Regions from separate parts of the Triticum aestivum genome. Here region 2 is linked to region 1. The links are chromatin contacts, called in public Hi-C maps. All regions are on one chromosome and are shown on one strand. The core of a region is the stretch at or near the end of the contact, and the rest is flanking DNA. Distances in the headings are between cores, read along the strand shown. Region 1 holds the start of LOC123156694 (auxin response factor 18). Region 2 holds the start of LOC123158188 (zinc finger CCHC domain-containing protein 7).

What was found. Hi-C and Micro-C count contacts between places; a contact is called where the count stands out from the background.
Region 2: a contact with region 1 is called in a Hi-C map of leaf, with 3 times the contacts expected there. The contact joins the promoter of LOC123158188 here to the promoter of LOC123156694 in region 1. A contact is called at or near these places in 2 of 5 Hi-C or Micro-C datasets (both in leaf) and 1 of 1 datasets of contacts at active chromatin or transcription factors (leaf).

Annotation. Positions count from the first base shown.
Region 1 is chr7B:607,686,076-607,691,778 of IWGSC CS RefSeq v2.1, reverse strand. LOC123156694 (auxin response factor 18) reads right to left here and starts at 1,579. Exons shown (of 3, transcript XM_044574856.1): 1 at 1-1,579. The coding sequence starts at 939.
Region 2 is chr7B:608,020,937-608,026,213 of IWGSC CS RefSeq v2.1, reverse strand. LOC123158188 (zinc finger CCHC domain-containing protein 7) reads right to left here and starts at 3,461. Exons shown (of 7, transcript XM_044576275.1): 1 at 2,897-3,461; 2 at 2,176-2,286; 3 at 1,923-2,081; 4 at 1,069-1,233; 5 at 439-555; 6 at 248-355; 7 at 1-172. The coding sequence starts at 3,253.

The sequences.
Region 1 (5,703 bases), core at 330-2,829:
GACCGCGGCCGCCCTCACGCAGAACTCCGGCGTGCTCGCCCTCGGGTAGTAGAGCACGTCGAACGGCTGCCCGCTGGCGGCAAGATTGGCCGCCTCGGCGACCTCCTCCGGCCGCACCCTCACCTTCACCTTCCCCCTCGCCCCCATCATCTTGTTGCCGCCGTCCTCCTCCCCCCTCAGGAACATGGAGAATCCCCCGTAATTGCCGGTCGCCGCCGGCGGGGGCGGGGGCAGCAGCTCCGGGCCGCCGATGCCCCCCTTCTTGGCGCGGCGGATGCCGACGCAGAGATCCCCGTTCTCGGTCCTCATGAAGACGATGGAGTCCCCGGCGACGAGCTTCTTCTGATTGACGAAGGAGCTCCACCCCGTGGTGAGGAGGTGGCGGCGGGGCGTGCCGCGGTAGATGTGGCGGAACTTCCAGACGACGCCGTGCACGTCCTTGGCGAGCACGGTCTGGACGGGCGGGTCGGCGGAGTAGTCGAGCCGCGGGAAGATGGTCTCGGCGCAGTAGCGCGGCACCGAGAAGCCGCCGCCGTTGTTGGCGTCGGACTGCGTGAGCGTCTTGGCGAAGGAGGCGGGCTTGTCCTCCTGCCCGGCGGCGGCGGCGGCAATGGCGTCGTCGGCGTCGTCCTGGGGCCGGGCGGGGACGAGGCGGATCTTGGCGAAGACCTCATCGGTGTCCGGATCGGCCATGAAGCGGACGGCGGCGACGCGGCAGAGGACGAGCGCCTGGAGGCGGGCCCCCGGCGGGAAGTCGACGGCGCCGGCCTGGCCCTGCGCGTGCTCCGCGTGGCCCTGCGGGAAGTAGTAGACCCTGGAGCCGGGCGGTGGCATCTGCACCATGCCGCCGGCGCAGGCGTGCCACAGCTGCGGGTCCAGGCAGCGCGGCCCCTCCCCCCTCTCCCGCTCCCCCGCCGCCGAGTCCACGAACGTAATCATCCCCTCCTCCTCCTCCTGTCCCGCCTCCTCCACTCACTGCACCGCCCGTCACAGCAGTGCAAAGCAAATAATCCCACCAGAATTAGGCCGTCCCCCCACCACCCCCCACCACCACTACCACCAGAAACTTTTCCACCGCCGCCGCCGCCGCCACCACGACCATCAGAGCAGAGCTCGCTCGCTGAGAAAGGCTGGGCGAAAGGCACAAGAGAAAGAAAGAGAGAATTTTGGGGTCAGAGACGGGCGCTGCCGCAGAGGAAAAGCAACGAAAGAACGCACGAAAGCGAAGCCCCGACCGACAGCACCGCGATTCATCCATCCGTCCGTCGACTAGTCACTCACCTCTGAAAGCGGCGCAGGCGCGGCAGCAGATCCCTCCAAACCGAGCGAGGACGGACAGGGGCGGGCGGGCGAGGACGAAGCGGTCCGTCTGTGTGTATGCGCCTCTGCTGCGGTTGCCTCCCTCCTCCCTCCCCTCCCCTCCCCTCCCCTGCCTTCTCTACAGTCTCCCTCAGGTGCAGCAGGGGCAGGGCAGCGGCAGGCTCAGATTCCTCCAGACTGCAGCTGACACGCGGGCGCAGGAGGGCTAAATAGGGCAGCAGCAAAGGGTAGGTCAAGGCTAAAGGGAAGCGGATTAGGCGAGTAGTACCCCTATACTTTGTGATGAGCGGCTTAATGAATGAATAAACTATTGCTTGTCTAGCAGTTCAGTTGCTCGCTGCTTTTGTTTCGGATCGGATCAGTTCAGTTCGGTTCCCAGCGCGTACAAAAAGGTGCTACTACTCTACTAACACTAGTCCACTGCCTTGCCGGCCTCCTATTTTTGCCCACGGGTTTAGCGGCGGGCCTGGGTTAGTAGTACTAGTGTTAATCATCACATCATTAGTGGTGGTGGTGGGCGTAGGAGGAGGAGTATCCACCACTCCATCGCGCACCGCCTGTTACTCATCGGAAAAGCGTTCTGCATGTGTGGATTCACATGACTCTCGCTCTCATGGCGATGCCGTGATCACGAACCGACTAGTAGTAGGAGTGCTAATAATAATGCAACGGCCGGGTAACAGCAGCTGGTTTTCGTCGAAAGAAAAAAAAAGAAAAAAAAAGGAGTGAACGGCAGCCGGTGCCGGGGCCGGGGCCGCGCGCATGGGGCGCGGTTGGGGTTGGGATCGGGTCGGATGGGATCCGGAGATTGTTTTGTCGGGGCGGGTCGCTTGCCTGGAGATTCGCTCTCGTCTGTTCCACCGGGAGCGGGAGCGGGAGCGGGAGCGGGCGAGTCGGCCGGGGACGGTGGGGTGCGACGCGTTCAGTCCTCCGCTGCGGCCGCCGGGTGACTGAGCTGAGCTGAGCTCTGCTCTGCCGCTCGCGCGGCCCTGTCGGCATGTGACGCTCGCTTGTTCGCTTCCGCCTCGCTGCTAGAGTATTTCTCTCTGGTTTGTTTGGTGCTTTGCGTGGGTGCACACACGCTGCTGCTGTGGCACAGCACGCAAAGGAGCCCACACCTTCCACACCGATAGGACCATGGCTGACGTAGTTAGGCCCTCAAACTGCGCCTTGTAAGCCGAGGAAGCTGAGTACGATCCGTCCTTGGTGAACTTCCAAATAATGGAATCCTCCACGTCCTCATCCAGAGTGACCGAGTCAATCTTCTCCCAAAGTGCGACGAACTGGTGGACATGGTCTACTGTGAGACCGTCGGAGAAGTCAATATGAGAGATCCAAGTGTTGTTTGTTAAAGCCTGTTTGACCGAGCAGTTTTTCCTTCGGGAGAGGTCGAAAATGCCAGGCGCTAGGTCCCGTGGGCGCATGCCATCAAGCCAGGAGGAGTTCCAGAACTTAGCCACATGCCCATTGCCAACTGTGACGGAAGTGGCAGCTGCAAAAAAGTCCCTGTCTTCATCAGTGCATGGCGTACCCATACCAATCCACGGTTTTGTGGGCTCTTGCCACTCGAACCAGAGCCATCGAAGCCTAAGAGCCTTAGCAAACTTGTCCAAGTTGAGCACCCCTAAGCCACCGTGCTTCTTAGGCTTGCAAACAAGGTCCCAATTGACTTTGCATTTCCCACCAGAAACCTTGTCGGTGCCCGCCCAAAGATAAGCGCGACGGATAGAATCAATCTTTCTAAGGACCTTAGCTGGGATGTTGAGCGGCGTGAGGTGGTAAATGGCAATGGCAGTGAGAACAACTTTGACAAGGACGGCCCGACCGGCGGTAGCGACATGTCTTCCTTGCCACGGAGGAAGTTTGCCAGCCACCTTATCCTCAAGGTGCTGAAAGTGGATCCTCTTGAGGCGCTTGACCGATAACGGTAGTCCAAGATATCTCATTGGAAAGGACGTGCGGACAGCCGGAAAAGCATGAAGAATGTCTTGAAGATCGACACTTTCACAACGAATCAGGGCGACAATATTAACTGTCCGAACTTTGATGAGTAGCTTTGGCAGGGCGACGACATGTCACTTTGTTCGACAGGCTAATGTTGTTGCTTACGTGATTGCTAGGTTTAGCTTTAGAGGGAGCATAGGAGCGGTATGGAAAGATCAACCATCATCATTCTTCATTCCTATCCTTGTATAGGGCATGATTATTATTTGATAGTCACCGAAGTTAAGAAAATAATAATAAGCCGTACATGTATGTATGACCTCGTAGAAAAAACATATATAAATGAGCACAAGTAAAATCAATTAAAGACCTTTCGTGTGAGGGACACATTGCTTGTACGTGATCCCTTTCCAAATTTTGGCAGCCTAATGCCCTAATGTTGTCAAAAGCTTGTTCAACCACTAGACAAGGTAATGGTATTCCATTAGGGTGCAATCTCCCGTTGTAGATTATAAATTTGATTGGTTTGATCGAAGCACAGCGGACCAGTCAAATCAGACAAGTTCTATCTTCAAGAAAGTAAACAAGGGTGTTCAAACAAAAAAACAAGGATCCCTGCAACAACAAGAAAATTAAGCAAGGAAAATGCAAGGCGTTCATTAGTTCCTTCAGTCAATTAATTTCTACTTGTTGATGATGCATGGTCCAATCAAATCTCACTATCCTTCAATTGTCAAAGAGTGAAGCCTTTTGTCGGGCTTGGATGGGATCTTCCCTTGACATGGTCACGGAAGGAGAAAGGAAGGATCATGATATATCTCCAAATGTGAGACCAAAAATAAAGTAGTATACCGTGGGCTCGTGGCACTGAAAATAGCACACGCTACAGAGAACATAAAATACCAGAGTAAATATTCAACAGTTTTGATTAGTTCAAGTGTCGTTGAATGATTTGGACCGACAAACGTGTAAAGATGTGGTCAAGTCATTCGCTGTCGACCATATTAATACGACTGTCTCTTGCCTGATTGGCCGCGTAGGAATGACTACTGTAGCTATGGTCACCATGATGTGGCCGTGGTTGGACTTATGCTAGCTGAGTTTGGTGGCTGCCAGCTCCTTCATTTGTTTCGTTGCCTAGTCCATTCCTCCATTTGATTTGTCTTCTAGTCTTCTAAGTTCATCAATTATTAGTAGTATTATTTAGGAAGCTTAGTTTATTGATCAGATTACTCCGCATACTCCATTGGGAGTTTTCTTAATCAATCAAAGTGTGAATGGAAACTCATGACATGCATCGTACTCTCATATTTAGTCGTGTGACTGATTAAGAAGTCTCGTATAGTTTGGGTTTTCTTCTTAAGTAATCAAAGTATTAGCTGGAGTTGATGACGTGCATAGATGGCACACACCGGCCCGTCACTTGGTGTAAAAATAAGCTAAACATAATTAAAGACAGAAGCAGATAGCGAGGATATTCTCATCCCCCAAACATTTGGATTGGTTGGAGCTTGAGACCAAAGATTTGTAAAGAAAGATCCTCCTGCTCGAAATTGTTGTCCTGTCCACCTAGAATCTTGTTGTCTGGGTGGCGAACCTGCTTGCTTTTGGTACACCAACCATGTTGATCCTCATTATGTAATCTGTTGATACGATCGATTGAGCCAAAAAATAATTTAAGGTTCGACATATGCATGAGGCACGTAGCAACGTAGCTAGAACTCTATATGAAAGGGTGCACTTGGTATTAATATGGTCCATATGTGGCTGGTGCTTTGTTTTTCTTCCATATATGAAGAAATTAGTACACATAGCTAGCTACCTTTTTTCCTTAGGTTAGCTAGCTACTTCTAGAGGACATAGAAATGACATGACTTCCCATGAATAGGAGAAGTATTCAATGTGTGCTACAACACGTATAATCCCTCATCCATCCATACTCAACGTAATTATTCGTAAATATCCAGTTAAAAAACAATGACCACGTCGGACTAGACATGCCGGACCTAGCGCAAATTGCATCAAAATGACCAAGTCCATCACCATCCTCCTGCATCCATCCACCATCTCCAGTGTCCAAGTTGTTGCCTTCATCCACCGTTCCTCCCCCATCCACGCCGCCGGCCCCCATACACCGCTCTAGATGTCGTCGCCGGGTACCCCCCCCCCCCCCGCCGCGATGTTGCCTCGACATCGTCTGTGAGGCTCCTGCCTGTGGAGCCGAGCTGTAAGCCAGGGAACGCCGGCCGAAGGGACCAAAGAAAGGAGGCACCGTGAGAGGGAAACAACGTCATAGGGAGTTCCAACCAAGATGTTGTGGATCTCGAGGAGGATGTGTCCCCTCCGCCATACCCCCCCCCCCCCCCAATGCCATCCATCCTGCCGCAGACTGATACGTCTCAAACATATTTCTTATTGTTTCATGCTATTATGTTATCA
Region 2 (5,277 bases), core at 2,212-4,711, 330 kb before region 1:
GAATCCAACCACCCCTGGCTCTGGATTTACCACGAGGTGTCTCCCATCTATCCTCGAATAGGGGGCTTTTTCTTTTGTGAGAACCATGAGGAGCTGATCTAGGGCCAGAGTCATTTTTCCATTTGTCCTTTCTACGACTATGCGACGACAACTCGCCTTTGAACCGGCCGGGCTGCAAAAATAATAACGTACACATGATAAATACCCAAGCTATTCTTATCAGCAGAGGAAATCATGAGATGCTTACCTTAGCACTATTTGTGCAGCCACGTGCGAAGTGACCATCTTCGCCACATTTGTAGCATAAGGTCGGAGTTGTCGCAGCACTCGTCTCCCTACGTTGCTTGGCACATCCCTATGATCAAATGTTGGTCACTAAACAACTGGTATGAAAAGAAACAGACAGAGACACAGGAGGATAAAAGGATTAAAACTTACCAAACCAGTATGACCAGATTGAGCACAGTTATAACAAGTAACTTCTTTTGAACAACTATCAGAGAAGTCGGTACAACACAGGTGACCATTCTGGTTACACACATAGCATTTTATTTCCTGCATAGTCAACCAAGATGGATAATGAGGAGAAAGCAAATTTGCAATTTTCATGACAGTCTCAGTCAATTCAGCGACTTCAAAGTTGCAGTTTGAATGAGACTGTTCAACCACATACGGAATAATTTATCTCGTACCATGTGTTACTAAGTGGAAAATACTTATATATGCGGATTCAGGTACTAGATTAGCATAGAATGATAGGAAATGCCCAACACAAAAATGATCGGAGTCATCAAATTTAACATAATTTATGAGCTGCACGGGAAACATGATTAACAAGTGTATCCCAGCAATTTAATCAACCAGGTCAGGGCACAATACATTTATAGACCTTTTTCTTCAGATCAAAGTTTTGAAGAAAGAGTATCTTTCAGGCTTTCGTAACCTTCTTCAGAAAACATAAAGGAGCATCACTTTGTTATAAAGAGGCAAGTAACCAGCATACGAACACTCATCTGCGGCAGCAAGATGAAAATTTTGAGAAGACAATAATGGCAAAAATGAACTCACCTTGACATCATCCAGTGGATAATCATTGGAACATCCAAACATATCATGGCCTGTTTCTCCGCATCTCAAACACAATGCGGTGTATTGCTGAGTATTCTTTGTGTGCTTGTCAGGGCAATCTTTCGCCATATGACCTCCTTTTTTGCAGATGAAACACTCTTGACCCTACAAAAAGAATTAAGAGATATTTGATTCCTGACAATGACAACCCCTGGAAAGAAGCATTTGCAGATCAAGGCTATTTAGGATGTGAGCCCAAAATAATCTACACGTGCAACCCACAAGCACAGGCAATATAGACAGTACTATTGGAATCTTAAACTAAGAATATGCATGCATGCATGAATCAGTCCGAAAGGAGGATCCCTCCAAAGAAATCACATGTCATAAAGCACGGGTATCACTCCCCTTCAAATGGTATGACAAGTACGACACAAGAACAATGAACGAATAGATCTGGAAGCACAAACTACTTGATGCAAAATTGAACTTGCATGATTGGTAGAATGAGTTGTTTAAATTAGGATTGACTGGAGAATGAATTTGAACAGAACGCGTTTTCCTGATGTTTGTGGCCTTTTGCACTTAATGTTTAAGTTAGTACAGCAAATGAGTATGATCAAGTGTCCTAGAATTTGTTGACCAAATTATATTGAATGACAGAGTTAATCAAGGTCTCAACATTTGCCTGGTGGCAACCTAAATGAGATGATGGCACCCTAAACGAGACAGACACATAAAAAGCAAGGAAAAAACCTCTGGAAAAGGAAACCATATAAAGTGAGCTCATCAAGGGTATGAGTGGACATACCCAAGTCACGGAGCGATAATTCGTCCGAGCTAGAGAGACCAACCTGCGTGCACTGTTTCGCATTGTGTCCAAACAATCCACAAACGAAGCAAGGCTTCTTCCGCTTCTCCATTGGGCAGTTTACAGCCACATGACCTTCCTCACCACAGTTAAAGCAAGTCTCCAATATAGTTTCCCCAGGATCAAAGTATCTTGGTATACGCTGGTCATAAGCAGAAGCAACATAACTATCAGCTTACCACCGTTATCCATGTACAGGGAAATTCACTGCAAGGAAAAAATCACTTGGCACTTACAAGAAGCTTCCGCAGAACTGTGTTATCAGATACAGGGGCATCAACGCCATCTTCGGTGGGCACTGATTCCACTGTCCCAGTGTTCCCCTCCTGAGTGCCAGCAACCTGAGGCTGAAAGGGACAAATACAATCATCAACTGCAGCTCCAGGAAGACTATCATATTTGTTCCCAACAAAGGAACATCAAACACAGATGTCGATCCACTAATAAGATAAAATCAGTTGTTCTACACAAGCCGAGCTTTTCAATCCACTATTCAGTTCATGAATGTTTTAGCGTGCACATGTTTTACTTACTGTTAACGGACAAAAACAAAAACACCGTATCACTTTGATTTGTAAGAAAACAAAAGTAAGTGCCTTCTGTGTAGGAAAGAGCAGCATACTGCCTTTTATACCGTTTCCAAAGAAGGAAATTGGGTAGTGCCGACCATTGACTCCTGGTAAAGCATATAGTTAACCAAAAAAATCGTAGCAATAAGGCAGCATTAGCAAAGAAGAATGCTCCTCTAGATCCAAACGTTGAAAAGGCAAAGCTTCCAGTGAGCTCACACTTGAGGCAGTTGAACCACATACAAAGCTTCCAATTCAAGGTGATTCTACACGACATTGCTACTGAAGCCTCTATCAAAATCCTGTGTGCATACGATATTTCGATTGCTAAAAATAAACACATGGTACTGCATAATCACGAGCTAAGCTTAGGCCAAGCAACAATTACCTCCTCCTTGACGGCGGCTGCGTCGTCCTCCTTGCGCTGCTTCTTCCTCCTCTCCTTGCGGCGCTGCTTCTTCTTCTTCTTGTCCTTCCTCCTGCTGGGGTCGGCCTCGCCGAGCTCCACGACGGCGTCCTCGTCGACCTCCTCGTCAGAGGACAGGGAGAGCACCTCGGCGAACCCGGGCTGGCCTCCCGCGGCCTCGCGCCGCCGCGCCCGCGCGACGATCTCGAGGGTGAGATCCTCGTTGCCCTCCTCGTCCTCGTCGTCGCTGGGGGGCGCGCGGGGCCGCGCGGGAGAGGGCGAGCCAGCGTCGTCCAGGTCCGGGTCGCGCCGCGCCTTCGAGCGCCAGCGCTGCGCCATCGGCGTCGGCGGTGGCGGTGGCGGCGGCGGGGAGGGAAAGAGCGAACCCTAGGTAGCGTGTACGTGGTATGTGAGCGGAGCGGCGGCGCGAGGGGGCGCGTCCACGCGGGAGGCGGAATATTCCGATCCAACGGTTGGGTGGGCCGCGGCGTCGAGGGGGAAGACGACGGCCGGCAGCAGGTCGAGCGGGTGGGGTGTGGCGGGCCGGCGGCTAGGGTTTTTTTTAGGAAGTGTGGCGGCTAGGTTAGTTAGATTGGAGGGAGCGGTGTGTGTGCAGCAAACCTTGCCAAATGGGCCGGTCTTAGCGTGCCGGCCCGATAACCCGCGTGCCTGGCCTGGCATGTCATTTGGCGGGCCGTGCTGGCGCGTGGCCCGCCTAGGGCCGCAAGGCTGGGCACAAGTGCCGGAATGTCATGGCCCATTTAGTTTTTTATTTATTTGTACAGATTATATATATAACCCGCATGCTGATCGTGCCTGGCCCGGCACGTCAAAATAGCCAAAATCAGACGTGATGATCGTGTCGATGGGCCGGCCCATTTCTTTACTATGTCGTGCCTGGGCCAGGGAATCCAGCACAAGTTCCGGTCCAGCACGACCCGTGTAGTTACCGTGCCTGGCTGGGCGGTGCCTTGCCCGTATAACTCACAATGTGCCGTGTAGTGTTGGGCCGGCTCATCTGGCCAGGTCTAGTGTGCAGGCACGATAGGATTCTAGTGCACTATTTTCCTCGGTTGGGTGTGCTGTTGGTGGGTTGCTGGATTGATAGACCTCCACGGGAGCTATTTCTCGCCTGTTGCGAGATTGGTCAACCATCAACTCTTATTCACCGCCTTAAGTGCCCGTTAAAGAAGAGCAATTAACTATATGTTACCCCTTGCGGGGGACCTCCAACGATTATTTTTGGTGTCCTTAGAACACGTCAAGTAGTGTGTCTAGCCATCGCCACACATCGTGTGCTGGCCATTCTCTCTAGATTTCATTTTTATAAAAAGATTGTGTATGTGTCTTCGGGGTTTGGATGGGATTTTCTAATGGTTTTTTTTTGAAAAAAAGGTTTTCGTTTAGGTTTCCCAAGGTTTTGCAGAAAAATAAAGAAACCGCGAAACCCATAAGGAAACAAAGAAAAATAAAGAAAAACGAGACAACCGAAGATAAAATAAGGAAACTAAGAAAGAAACAAGAAAATTGAAGAGAAAAGGGAAACAAGAAAACCAAAGGAAAATAGTGAAAAGAACAGAAAATCCGAGGACAAACATAAAATATCCAAAAATAAAGAGAAATAAAAAGAAGACATAAAACAGATGAAGAAATAAAAACCAAAAAATACAAAACATAAAAACTATAGAAAAATCTACACAGGGAAAAAACCCATGAACTAAACCCAGCAAGCGAACCCGAACGAAACACAATGAATAAAAAAGAAATGGGTCGGTCATGTAGCTACAGTTCAGGGTCGAAGCTTCACTCGAGACGGAAGGACTACTCGAATTAACCGAGATATAGCTCCCAGGCTCATACGCAGCGCATGGTGGAGCGATCGCTACGTCATAAATGGGCCAGCCAATTCTAGTCTCACCTTCATCGGTTTTCTGGTTTCCTTCGACCCCCAAAAGGCAAATGAGCCGGTTTTCTTTACTTTTTGGGGGGTAGGTTTCTTTTGCTTTTCTTGTAGAACTGCTTGTGGTTGTTTTCTTTTTTCTTTTATCTTTTTTATATTTTTCAAATGCGTGATCCTTTTCCAATTTTGGATTTGTTTTTGCAATTTTTTTGACCACTGAAGCCTTTTTCAAATTTAAAGTTCATGAACTTCTTTCAAATTTTGTGACAATTTAAAAAATGTACAATTGTTTTTTGTGAACTGTTTTTGAAATTCATGAAAAAAAAATCATTTTTTGGACTTTTTTTAAGTTATGAACTTTCCAGGTCTTGAACCTTATTCATATTTATGAACTTTTCTCAAATTCATGAACTTTTTTCTACTTTTTGAATTTTTTTCAGATTTGTGAACTTTTCTCAAATTC